3 separate regions of the Mus musculus genome follow, and regions 1 and 3 are each linked to region 2. A link is a contact called in public Hi-C data. All regions are on one chromosome and are shown on one strand. Each heading gives the region's core, a stretch centred on a gene start, on an enhancer-like site or on the middle of the called end of the contact. The rest is flanking DNA. Distances are from core to core; before and after follow the strand shown. Region 1 overlaps Gm45959 (a long non-coding RNA gene). Region 2 has its middle 47 kb from the start of Gm30056. Region 3 has its middle 55 kb from the start of Gm38917.

Region 1 (4,535 bases), core at 178-2,677, 89 kb before region 2:
TCCTCAAATTCCAGCAGGTGTTGGACCATGTCTTTGTCTTTCTCAGGATTGATGACAATGGTTGTCCCAAAGTCGTGAACAAAGTGGAGAGGCTGTGGACAGGAGGCTGCTTTGGAGTTTGCTAAGCACACTCTCAGATCTCCGGGTGCAGAAAGACTCATTTAACCTGAAGTTCTAGGAAGAGACTGTCTATGCTGCTGAAGGTCAGAGGCTGATGCAGGACAGGGAGGTTCTAGAATACCTTAGCCATGTGAGGAAACGTCTAGAAGAGGAAGCAGACCGAGTGATCACCTTCTTAGACCACAGCACACAAAAACCTTTGGCTGCCTGTGTGGAGAAACAGCTTTTAGGAGAACATTTGACAGCAGTTCTGCAGAAAGGGCTGGAGCTCCTGCTGGGTGAGAACAGGCTACCCAACTTCACCCAGATGTACCAGCTCTTCAGCCGGGTGAAAGGGGGGCGGCCACGCTGCTGCAGCACTGGAGCCATCAAGACGTCTTAAAGCTTGTCCATCATGACTTCTCTCCACCCGAGAAACTTTTACACGACCTCAGGTTTACAGGGGCACAACGTACAAACAAAATATTGACTGATGGCCAATCACAAATTTATTTTAAAGCGATTCTTTAGTGTACATATGATTCAATCATTTATTAAAGATTAAAATCAATTTGCATCCTGATGAGATGGTAGGGATTGTTTAGCAAACACAGTACAGCACAGCAATATGCTAATGCATGCCAAGGACTGATAGTAGCAAGATATTAAAAGTCTTTGTTATCCATAATGACATCACTTTATGGCAGTATAGAAACCTTTAGATGTACAATGGCAACACTGTGCTTCCTGGCATGCAACGATCTCCATTCTGAGCTGCATTTCGGGCAGCTTGTGATGGTGTCGTGGGGTGTGATGTGCGCAGAGTGCAAAGTGCACATACGTGTTCAGATCTGAGGCTGCACATGCGTTCTCAGACCTGAGGCTGCATTGATTCCCCATGATGCAATGTGAACAGTAACTACCAAAGACAACTCAACTTTTGTGTGTTTTATTTTGAATTAATTTAGGGGGCTCTGTGCCTCCAGAAACCCTTTACACTTGCCAGATTTTTATAGCTCTTACATTCAGTTACACAACCCCAGTCAGGGTTATGACCCACAACTAAAGAAGCTTTGAGTTCAATAAGATAGAGAGTTCGACTCTTTCCCCTCACTCTCCCCAGACATAGACAAGCCCTTCATTTATGGGTTACAAGGCCAGACACTAACCTTAAGAATGCCCATTCTTTATCTCCTACATGACAAACTAAATTGTGTATCCCTGCGCCCTAAAGACGACCAACATGACACAGGACTGAGCGTTCCTTATTCATCTGTCTGAGATCCCCCTCTGATGACATAAACAGACACCGCTGGCAAACCATCTGGATGTGGCTTGTGTGCTCTTCCCTATCAAGTCTAAGGCAAAGCCTCCCTCCCCGAACACTCTGCCCCTCAGCTCTGGACAGCTCACTTTATTACAATATTCTGGAAATTTCCCATTCGTTGCTTGTTCTGGTTTGTTCCTTTAATAGTCCACAGACATAACTACAGAAACATACTGTACGGAGACACCAGGTACAAAGGGTCAGATTCACCAAAAACACAGAGCAGCTTGCTGTTCTGGACACAGAGCTCTGGCTGGGGCCAAAGCTCAAGAGACTTCAGGGGGGACAGCAAAGCTGAGAACCTTGCATATTGAAGTTAGCTTTTGATCTTTAATGCTGTGGTGTTCCTGCCTTCATCCCAGCCCTTCTTGAAGACTAAGTGACTTGGCCACTAGCAGCGAACAGGTCCTGTAAGGGAGGAAGAAAGTAAATATTAAAGGTGTCACTGAAAAGAACACTGTACCCTACAGTGGAAACCTTTGGCTGACAAATCCTTAAAATCCTCAGAAAAAAAAAATCAGAAAAACTGTATGTCCGCTAGTACATTTTTAACTCAATATTGACACTCCAGTCTCTTTCCCAGGTGCTGGGATTACGGACACGCACCGACGTGCGGGGCTACAAGATTTGTCTTTAAAAGTTTAAAGAGTTCTGTAGAATTTGGGGATTTTAAGGATTTGCCAGGAGAGCACAGTGCATATTAAAGCAAGCACACACTGTAGTGAATAGAAAGGAGGACTTTTCTTATGATAATGTCACTCGGCTCTTTAAATCCTATTAAACATTTAAAATTTTTATTGCAATCTTTTACTGTGTGACTGTGGGAGAGGGGGGAGTACATTCATGCCAAGCAACCGCACATGTGTGGAGGTCAACGGGCAACTGGAAGCAGGTGATTCTCCTTTCACCCCGAAGTTCCAGGAATCATATTCTGGGTGTCAGGTTTAGCAGCAAGCTCTTTGTTGTCTGTTGAGCCATCTTTCCAACCCCTGATTTTATTTTACAGGCACACACACACACATTAGCCCCCAAAATTATTTCTAAAATAATGTTAAATGACAACTTTTTAGGGCCCTTCTATTGTATTGACCACACACACACAAAAAAAAAAAAAAATTCAAAGTTGCCTCGTTGTACAAGGTACTCTTATCCTATTGTTAAAATCAATATTCTAAGTTTAGAGCACGGAAAAAAATCAGGACTCTTTCATGCCCAGACTCATGCCTGTAACTCATTCACTCCTGTCTTATTTAATCCAATACAAGCTGACCATGAAGGAGGTACTATAATAATGCATTTACTATATTTTTGAAACACATCAAGATCCAAGAACAGTGGGATCAGCTTGTTCAATAGTGGAAATTTTACTAAGCACCTTTACTGTGCAAAACCAAACCATATTATTAAGCCAACAGCTAAATATGGGGGTTAGAGGGAGGTGGCAAGGCTTAATTTTGCATCCAATAAGTGTTTATTTATGCATACTTTTCGAAATATAAAATTCAGGGCTGCTCAGATAATAGAGTACTTGGGTATCTCGCACAAAGCCCAGTGGGTCAATCTTCATCCCAATACAAAACTTCACTCACCAGATAAGGACAGGGGAGTGAGAAGCCCAATGTCATATTTTACTACAAAGAGAGTTTAAGGTGAATGGGAGACACTGTCTCAACCAAACAAGAAATATAAAAATCGTTGTGAGAAAATCAGATTCTTTAATATTCACGAGGAGCCACGAAGACAACATTTTCATATCGAATATAACATGATTTATCCAAAGTTTGTAAGAACTATGCAAAAAAATACATGATTGACTATGATGGACAGTTTGGTTTAAGAGCAATTGGTGACATGAGAATAGTCTCAATTGTTAATGGTCCTTTGGAGTTCATTTGTCTTGTATAACTCAGCAATAGACCCAGAGCCAAAGTTTCCTTGCCATTTATGACAGAAATTACATGAACTGCATGAAAATTATTTCATCTAAAAGTAAGCATATTTTTGCTAGCTGAAGTAGAAACATTAAATATTTTATAGATTAATAAAAACAGAGTAAATATATTTTGAAGTAGGACATAGAAGCTGCAGCCTGGAATCCCAGGACTGGGGAGGCTGAGGCAGGGGGATCACCATGAGTCCTCAGGGCAGCCTGGAATGTAGAGTAAGACTCTGCCTCAAAACTAACAAGCAGAGAAAGAGAGACTAAATACCTTATGGAACGGCTCAGAAGTAAGTTTATTTGAGTAAAAGATAAGCTCCCATCTGAGAGAAATGAGATGTTTACCCACAGTTTATTGGCAGCAACCTTCAAAACCTTAATAGTCCCAATTTCAGTACCATGTAAATGAAGTGTTTGATAGACAGGGAGTGAAATCCTGGGTTCAGTTGTTGACTCTCCATCTTGAGCAGTGAACGTATTTGTGAATGCCTTGGAAATTACTGACAAGAAGCCCTTAGTTTTTACTGGAAATCTTTGCTCTTAAGGTTCTCCCTTCTCCTTCCTCCCCATGCTCCTCCCCTCCCTTCCCCTCTGAAATCTTATTTTGCTGTTGTCATTTGTGTTTTGTTTTGAGACGGGGCCTCACTAAGGAGCCTTGCCTGAGCTGGAACTCACTGTGCAGGCACCAGGCTGACCTCAAATTCCCAGACATCCTCCTGCTTCCACCTCCCTAGTGCTGGGACTAGAGGCGTGTGCCAGCAGGCCCGTCATACTCTCTTAGAAGGGTGTACTCCAAGCAGTGGGCATGGCCAAGTTCAGAGCACTGACAGCACTCAGGTATTCTTGGGACCTGGAACTCTTCATAGCCTGAGGAAACATCCCTTAGTAAGCAGAGTGGTGGGAGGTGAGGCTGTGAAAAGGATGGTTGCAACAGAGACCTTTCTCGAACAGTGTGAGCTGTTCTCTGCAGACAGGACACAGGAAAAGTACAGTATATAGAAACCAGGCCTCTAAGAGTTATCTTTTACTTTTCATCATAAGACCCAAACATAATTCTCATTCAGTCTGAACACTGATGCTGTCTGCCTTCTATAAGGTGAGAAATCTGTCCCTGAGAGCTAATCTTCTAGCAGAGAGATGTGGGGATGGAAAAGGGTGGGATGGGATGGA
Region 2 (4,212 bases), core at 984-3,483:
TACTTTAAACTTTTTTTGTTTTAAAAACTTTTCTGTTGTGAGAGAGGAGTGGGGAGCTAGGGGTGGCTTTGACTAGGGTACATGCCATGCATGGATGAAATTGTCAAAGAAAAAATTGTAAAATTACTTAAAAAGCAAATGAAAAGCTTTTGTGGAGTGCTTTTTGTTGACTCCTGCAACTTTTATTTCTGTGTATAGCCCCACAGTGTAGAGTCGGAGGATAAGTATGTATGTATGTGAACCTTATAAACATGCGTTCTCCCTGACAGTGTAATTGTTGGGTTAACTCACGTCCTCAGTCACTGCAGCCAGCCTCCTCAGCAGGTGTCGTCAGGACTGTGGCTTTCTTCACTACACGTGTCACGGGAATCTGTCTTTAAATTAGCATTCAGTGTCTAGTTCTAAAAATTAGTTTTCACTGTCTTTGCCTTGTTTTCTACATGGCTCTGCCTTTACCATCATTAATTTCATAGGTATTCTATATATATGCTCGGTACTATTCCTTTTACAGCTTTATATATACACAGACTTCTTGCAGCTTTGATCTTTTTTTTCTCGTTGTTCCTGGCATTTTACAGGAAGGTTGTGATCAAATATTAACACTTTTGCTTGACAGTTTGAGCTCTTGCACATATAAACGTAACACTACATACAATTAAAATACCATTTTTAGCACATTTCCCCTCCACTCTTAATTATTTTACTTTAAATGTAGATCTTGAATGGCTGGAGCTGTAACTCAGTTACTAGAGCGTTGTCGAATGTGCACAAGTATAAAATAAATTACATAGTCTAGCTGACCTGTATAAAAGACACACAATCCAAGTATTTTATTTACAAACTGTAAGCCTAGATTGGGCAGGTGTGGAGCTATTCTAACATGCATCCCAGTCATATGTCCCTTGTCACTTGCTGTTCCTCCTGGTCACATGCTCATGGTCCATCTCCTCTCATGGCTTCCTCCTCCTCTCTTGGTCTCCTCCCTTCTCTTATTCTCTCCTGAGACCTCCTCACTCAGTCCTCAACACCCGCCTTTCTCTCCCTACGGTTCAGTCACAGGCTCTAGCTTTTAATTAACCAATTAACTTTCAACTGGAGAGCAGGGTTTCCATAGCACCACTTTGCGAACCTGAGGATCTCTTCCTGGTGGGCACCCAGATTCTAGAGGCCAGTATTTAGCATTTGAATACATAGCATCACCAAGCCAATCCCCAACACACAAGGTCTTGGGTTTGATGCCTAGCACGGCATAAAGCAATGGGGATGGTACACACCTGTACTCTTCATTCTGAGGAGGTGGAGGCAGGAGAATCGGGAATTAAACTCAGTCTCAACTATACAGCAAAAACAAAGCCAGTCTGGGCACATAAAACTTTCTTTCAATAGGTAGGTAGGTAAGTAGGTAAATGATAGAGAAAGACAGACAGACAGACAGACAGACAGACAGACAGACAGAGAGAGAGAGAGAGAGAGAGAGAGAGAGAGTTTAAGGTTAGCATTGGCAACATAATGAGTTCCCAGACTTGGTTACAAAAAAAAATGAGACACTGTCTCAAAATAAAAAATCAAGGTTTTCTCTCCTTTCAAAGTCCATTTCCTTTCACTTTCTACGGACCACAAAATCATTTAGTGTTTTATAAGGCTGAAGGATCAATTGATTCAGTGAGATTTTTAGGACTAAGGTACATCCTATAAAGAGATAATGACTCCACTAGAAGGTCATGACAACTAGCTTTTAAATACACAGGCAAGCTACCTCTTCTACATGCAACTAAGATTTTATGGTGACTTTGCAGGTCAAAACATGTTCGGATTCAAATCATGTCGGCCCAGTTCAAACCTTATTAAAGCTTATACCAAGCAAGCTATTTTCCCAGCCTCTGCTGGGGGATAATGACAGCTGCTGCACAGGCCTGTGCAGAAGTTACATGAGTTACATGGTAAAGGCTCTGAGCTGGTCCCTAATAAGGATGGAAACATTGGCACACTTTGGCTGCACTTGTGTATGAACATATCTACAAGCCCTCCACCTGCCTTGTAGGATGTCCTCCAAGAAACCACTACCCCAACACTTATTTTCCCCTTTGTCTCTTTCCACCAGCCACTTCCTTTGTTGGTAACACTTGGACCTTATATATAAACAGATATCCTGTTATTAATTATGACTAGGTTCAGCCCAGTGCAGCTAAATTAGTTCCATAAGGTCAAGCTGGTGCCAGAATGAGTCATCAACACAGAGAGCCGCTCCCTCCTCCCGCAGGCTTGGTTCTGCAGCGGCCTTGGCTACCTTCTGGTCTCAGAGGTCAGAGTCACCGAGGAGTGACAAAGACCTCGAATGTCTTCTTGCTTCTGCTCCTCTAGTCTCTCAGAAATGAACAAGCTGGCATTTACCCGGGAACAGTCAGGTCACATTAGGACAATGAAAATGTCACCTTGATTTCTCTCACTGATTCTACTACTCAAACCTGCTTCTCTTCTGTGAGGTTCCCTGTTTCTCTCTCTTCCCCTCTCAATTATCCTCTTTAAAATGCGTCTCCTCTCCAGCTGGCATCCCTCAGCCCCAACACACCATCATCCCCACCCTCTCACGAGTCTCCTCCTCATCCCCTCCTCCCACCTAATGCATTCAAAATTAATGATAATGACATCCACAACAATAATAAGCAGTTGCCTGCTGGATACACAGCAGGGACACAGAGTTCTCCCCCAGAGTGATTGCAGGTGGTTTCCTGAGACCCACAAGCCTGGTGGCTGAATGGTTGAACCACAGAGAGGCATGTGGGAGAACGTGGGTGGTTCCCAGTAAGACTCCCACCAGAGCCATTTTGCTGCCAGTCCTTCTGACAAAGAAATGTCTGATACAGTCGAGTGCATCGTGCCTCGCAAGGTTTGTGTGCCTATGTGCTCAGTGCCTCACAATATGGTTTCCAAAGGAAACTCTCAAACGCGGTCTGTGGGAGAGATGAGAAGGAAATTAATGAGTCCCACTTGGTGTTTTCACTAAAATCGCTGACAGTCTCTGGATTTTGTGTCTGGCCAGATCTTGTTATAAGAAGAAGTAAAGCAGGTTTGTGCTTTTCTGACCAGTGTCATAATCCACCTGTTAAAAATTACCCTGGAATGCCTAGTGAAGCCTCTATTCACTAGGCAACGTGAACGCCATAGATATCCAGTGTAGTTAACTCAAGAGTGTTAGGTCTTACCCTCATGTGCCTGTGTGTGCATGCATGCGTGCACACGTGTGGGGGTATGGGAGGGTAGGTGAGTGTTAAGTTTTTATATTTATTTTTAAAGGATAGGTGTTTTGTCTGCATGCATGTCTTTCCATCACATGTATTACCGGTGCCCAGGAAGGCCAGAAGAGGGCATCGGATCCCAGGGGTCTGGAGTTACAGACAGTTGTGAGCCGCCATATGCTTGCTGGGCATTGAGCCCCGAACCTTCGGAGGAACCACCAGTGCTCTCAACCTCTAAGCCATCTCTCTAGCCCTAGCTCTTACCTTTCTATAATGAGAAGTTTGAAAACAGACGCAGAGGCATGGGTATCCCAAACTCTCTACTTAACTCTGCCTGTGAGTTCGGCTTTACACTTCTAATTTTTATTTACTTACTATTTTCCTGTTTAAGGATTTTTTTGATGTTCTCAATGAAATGTATGTGTTTTAAGATACTCAAATCCTTTGAGAAATAAAACAAATTTTCGAAGAAACAAATGAAGCCATAAACTCTGCCTCTACACAGATACCCAGTCCATGAATCTTGATCTATAATGTGAGTTTTAGCTCAGAGAATATTTTCATTTTGTCACCTCATTTACAGATTGACTTCATGAAAGCATTTTATTAAAATGTCATCAAAAGAATGGGTGAGATGGTTGGTAAAGTAGCTTGTTGCCAAGCCTCACAGTCTGAACTCGGAGGAGAAAGAAGTCCTCTGACTTTCATATGCGCTCTGTGGAAAGTGATGCTGTCCAGCCCCACCACCACATGCACACCGAAGGAAATAACAGGTGGTTGATAGATAGATAGATAGGTAGATAGATAGATAGATAGATAGATAGATAGATAGATAGATAGATGATAGAAGATAGACAGATGATAGATACATACATAGAGATAGATTGATGAATGATAGAAGATAGATAGACAGGCAGACAGATGATATATATATATATATATATATATATATATATATATATATATATATATGGAG
Region 3 (4,807 bases), core at 1-2,500, 82 kb after region 2:
GTACACAGGTGTGTGTGACACACACACAGAGGAAGATGTTGTGTTACCTACTCTATCATTTTTTGCTTTAACCCCTTGAGTTAGTCTCTCACTGAACCTGGAACTCAGCTGGCAGCCAGCAAGCCCCTGATTCTGTTCCCTCTCCCTCTGCACTGGGGTCACAGGTGCACTGGCACGTACCCAGCCTTTTTACATTGGCTCTGGGAATCTGAACTCAGCTGCTCAAATGCATTATGGGATCTTCCCAGCTGAACCATCTCCCCAGCCCTACAAATGGTATCAGGAACAACTTGCTTCAAACTGCATCTTGTTTTCTGCAAAAACTGGAGAGGTGTGACCACTGTGAACTCTTCAGAGAGCACACATTTTAAAAATACTTTGCATACACGGCTGTTGCTATTATCACTCTGGTCAAAGCTGTGCTTTTCCTATTACAGTGCAGTGTACACCATACCTGTTGCGAGGATTTAACGCCTCTAACCCTCAGGAAGGCAAATCTGTGATTAACTCTTCACCTTTGCATTCACAGACAAAAGGATGTGATGTCTCTTGGAGCCACAAATTAAAAGACAACGTTTTAATCCCTAACCTGTAAGGGCTATGGTGGTTTCCCTGCTAAATGCTTAATGCTAATCAATTTAGGGATTATTAACTTATTAGCGGATAATTTTTGTTGGGTTTTAAAGGACAGCAATGATGAAAGTGAAATTCACAGCTAATCCCACCACCCATAAATAAGCACTCGCTTACGTTTGATCAGCACAGGGCTCTGTAACCCTGGCTGCTCGCTGCCTGTCAACTGGGTTCGCTCATCAAATGCATAAATACAAATCCAATACCCTTTGTTTGCCTCTCACATATCCTAAACGTGGCAGCTTAATTACTTCTCTCCAATTTGCTAAAGAGTAAACCAAGGACAGAGAAAGGACATGTCTCATTGCCTTAGCATCCCTTGGGAGGTAGTACAGAGCACTGTCCGACTGGCATACTTAGATAAAACTTCAAACCACCAAAATCTCCTTGGGAGCTAGAAAGACAACGTCTCATTCAAACCAACACGTGCGTATGAAAATAAAATATTAGCTCGAGCCGCTGTTAAGCACAGCACAGAGATAATTAGTGTAATGGAAAAGTCTGTTTCAGCCTGGAGATTTTGTTTTTTTCTTTTTCAAGTTTGTGGCATTGTTTGTTTCAGAGGCACTGGTAGCACGCCTGAAATATTTTCCTAGCTTTGCTGAAGCACTCAGCCTTTGGGCGAGCTGGCCAGGTTCCTAGAAAGGCGTTTCCTGTGTGTTTACTAGGCGCTGTAGGCCCTGTAGGTCCTGGGCCATCTCTCAGGATCTGCGCTCCTCCACTCAGTGGCTTCGGAGCCTCTCGCTGCTGTGGCTTTTCTCGATTGGTGAGGAACTCATGCCTCAGAAAGGCATCTGCTGTTACATCTCCTATTTGCAGAAGCCATGCGTGTTCCCTGATGATCTTCTGTTTAATCCAGTAATCCTTCTTATCTCCCTGCTTCCACATGGCCTTCCTCCTTGTTAAGACCCCATCTCTTTATCTAACTTTTAATATCCATGTGTTCAGGATGTCTGGGAGGAAAACAGCAAGCAACTCTTCCTATACCTATTTTTTAGCCTATGTGCCCTTTTTTTTTTTTTTCTGGATATGTGAAAATGTTGATGTATGTGTGTATATGTGTGTGTGTGTGTGTGTGTGTGGAGTTTGTGATGGAAAAACAATAAGTACTAAGCATCTGTTCATGACTTTAAAGATTTATTTTTAATTTCATGCATGGGGGAGGGGTACGCATACTTGAATGCAGGTGCCCTAGGAGTCCAGAATGGACGGGTCATTCCTTGAAGTTGGAGTGATAGATGGTTGTGAGCCACCCAATGTGTGTGCTGGAAAGTGAACTCAGGTCCTGTACAAAAGCAGAACACACTCTTAACTGCTGAGCCAGTTCCCCAGCCCTGTATCTGTTCACTATTAAAATTATAAAATAGCATTATAATTTAAAAAGTTACCAAAACAATGACATGATAGAAAATAAATGATAAATGGATAGATGATAGGTACATAGAGATAGATAGATGATAGATAGATTGATAGATAGATAGATAGACAGAATAAATAGACAGATATAGAAAATTAGAATTTGCCTAAAATGAACTTAACTCACCAGCTATATAAACACCCAAAAATACTGTGCTCAAATGTGATGTGAGAAAGCTTTTTGCTTCTAATACCCCTCTGTGGAGGATCCAACAGAACATCCTTACACAGGACAAATGAAGTTTGGAACACCGTGCTGTGTAAAATATTGCTAAGTCCATAGAAACTGGAATGACTCCCAAGGATGTCCTTTCTTTAAACTGACTTGGCAGGATTGGAGACAGATATCCAGAGCAGAGTTCCTGGAGTTTCTGTGTGAAAATTGAGCCTTAGCCAGCCTTAGACCAACAGAGCCTCAGGAAAAGCCCAACCAGTCATGGCAGTTTGTGGCTCTCCAACCTAATGGTTTGCTAGCAGAGATGGGAACGAGAGATGACATATCATCTGCACAATGATTCTCCAGTTTTAAACTTGGTCACAAAGACCATCTACCAACCCATACTGTGCCCCAGCCCCTCAGCTCTTAATGTGGAGCCATCTTGAAATGCCCTCCAGGGTTCTGTGAAGCAGCAGCTGAAAGCTACCCATAGGACTCTGCTGGCCCACCTCTGCAAACCAACCAGGTAGCCATAGCCACCTTCTCATGACCCCAGCAAACACCAAGAGAGCTTCCCCTAAGTGGCTTAGCTCTCGGAAGCTGACAGAATCAGAAAAGTGGCCCCCATGGTTCTGGAAATAAATCCACACACTTGCATACAAAGGCAGCAAGAATGCAGTGATATCCATACACAGCAGAAAGGACCTAGGTCCTTCCTCTCACTGTTGAACGGCTCAGAATGAATCAAAGAATTAAACCAAAGCTGCTTGAAGAAAATACAGTGCAAATGTTTCAGAACATTACCCTGGGCAAACGTATCTTGGCTTGATCCCAAAAGCAAAACCCGGCAAATGGGATTCCCTAAAAATCCACACAACCAAGGAAACGATTAACAACTGAAGAGACAACATACAGAATGAGAGAAAAATATTTGAAAACTCTTTACCCATTAGGGGACTAATAGCCAGAGCATAAAGGGAACACAACTTCGACTGTGAATGTAACTCAGTGAAGGGCTGTGTGTGTGTGTGTGTGTGTCCCTGGATTCAACACCCCAAAGAAAAGAATCAAGTGGGCAAACGACCTGTGCAGACATTCTTCTAACAAGACCAACAAATGTTGATCAGGGATATGAGAAACAATCCATATTGTCAGGGAAATGCAAATCAACACTAAAGTGAGATATCAGCTTACCCCCAAAAGAGTAAATACCATCAAAAATAGTTTTTAAGAAGCGATTGATTTGGGTGGAGAGATGGCTCAGTGGGTAATTAATGTTTGCCACAAAAGCTTGAAGACCAGAATCTGATCACCAGAACTCATAGAAAATGCAGGAAGTGGCAGAGGGTGTCTGTAACCCGGTGCTGAGGGGGGACTGTGGGGGCAGGCAGGTCCTCAAGTCTCACTCACCATCCAGCCTACCCAAAACAGGAAGTTCTGGGTTTGAAGATCCTACCTTAAAAAATAGGGTATAGAGAAATAGAGAAAAAGACCAAAGTTTACTTGTGGCCTCTGTTGTCTGTACGCAAGGCTTCCAACCATCCGATCTGGCAAAGTGGCAAGTCCTGGCTAGGTTTGGTGAAAAACCCCGCCCCCATCTCTATCATCTCTCGGTCATTTCAGTGAGAAATCTCTCCATGGGCTCATCAAGTTTGAACACTTGGTCCCCAGTTGGTACTACTGTTTGGGGAGGCTGGTGAACCTTGTTACTTCGTCTCTGGGGGTTGGAGGGTATTGCTTCACCCCACTTCTAGTTTGGTCTCTCTCCGGATTGAAGGTGTGAAGGCATGATTGAAGGTGTGAAGGCGTGAAGGTGTGCGTTCTCAGCTTTCAGCTCCAGCAGCCTGCTCACCACGCCTCCTCTGTCATCATGGACTCTCCCTCTGTAAACTCTTCCCTCTTAAGTCACTTTGGGTCAGGGAATTTCCTGACAGCAACAAAAAGTAACAAATACATCCTGTGTCAAAGACTAAGGAGGAGTCTGATGTAATGACATATCACTTTAATCCCAGTACTCAGGAGGCAGAGGCAGGCAGAGCTCTATGAATTCCAGGCCATCCAGATCTACACGGTAAGACTCTGCCTCAGGATACCAATCAATCAATAAATCAATAAGGTGGATCTCGCAATAGAGGAAGACGCATGGCATTGACATGTGGCCTCCACTATGAATGTACAAGCATACAAGGCACACACACAAAATGTCATTTCAAATGTTTTACAGATTCAGAAAGAGAAATAATATGTATTTCCTCTCAAATGTGAAAAGTTTTGTGTGTGTGTGTGTGTGTGTGTGTGTGTGCATGTGTCCACGTGTGTGAGTGTGTTTGTGTGTGTGGGTGTGTATGTCACAAAGCTAGAAAAGGGGTAGTGAAAGGGAAAGGAGATATTAAGAGATGTAGCAAGCCACTACACCCTGCATGGCTTGCTCTTGGAAATCTGACTAAGGTGACCAGTGAGTGGAGAAAGGACAGACATACAGACATGGGTGTGAACAACCTGGGATGGGGTGTGCCATGCGCACTCTGATGGAGCAGCACTAACAGAGATGCCTCAGCCTCCTGAACCTCTGCGTGTTTACTAATATAGCACTAGGAGGAA

Evidence for each region. A called contact is a pair of places that touch in the nucleus more often than the background predicts.
Region 1: a contact with region 2 is called in a Hi-C map of uterus, with 6 times the contacts expected there. The contact joins two enhancer-like sites. A contact is called at or near these places in 5 of 484 Hi-C or Micro-C datasets (cerebral cortex, cortical neurons and uterus) and 3 of 9 other capture datasets (adipose tissue, liver and pancreatic islet).
Region 3: a Hi-C map of the N1E-115 cell line shows a contact between it and region 2, with 2.2 times the contacts expected there. The contact joins two enhancer-like sites. A contact is called at or near these places in 1 of 39 promoter capture datasets (hippocampal neurons) and 4 of 484 Hi-C or Micro-C datasets (the N1E-115 cell line, embryonic stem cells, forebrain and 1 more).

What each region holds. Positions count from the first base shown.
Region 1 is chr6:140,057,509-140,062,043 of GRCm38.p6, forward strand. The region is part of intron 2 of Gm45959 (a long non-coding RNA gene); the gene reads right to left. It also overlaps the pseudogene Gm44156. Among named protein-coding and RNA genes, the nearest start is that of Gm45959, 10 kb to the right of the region's middle. Within about 2 kb of position 1,428, at least 4 of the 459 cell types and tissues checked have an H3K27ac peak or open chromatin away from gene starts, as enhancers often do. A contact at or near this core is called in uterus, where this site is marked.
Region 2 is chr6:140,145,673-140,149,884 of GRCm38.p6, forward strand. No RefSeq gene overlaps it. Among named protein-coding and RNA genes, the nearest start is that of Gm30056, 47 kb to the left of the region's middle. Within about 2 kb of position 2,234, at least 46 of the 459 cell types and tissues checked have an H3K27ac peak or open chromatin away from gene starts, as enhancers often do. A contact at or near this core is called in the N1E-115 cell line and uterus, where this site is marked.
Region 3 is chr6:140,228,156-140,232,962 of GRCm38.p6, forward strand. No RefSeq gene overlaps it. Among named protein-coding and RNA genes, the nearest start is that of Gm38917, 55 kb to the right of the region's middle. Within about 2 kb of position 1,251, at least 15 of the 459 cell types and tissues checked have an H3K27ac peak or open chromatin away from gene starts, as enhancers often do. A contact at or near this core is called in the N1E-115 cell line and uterus, where this site is marked.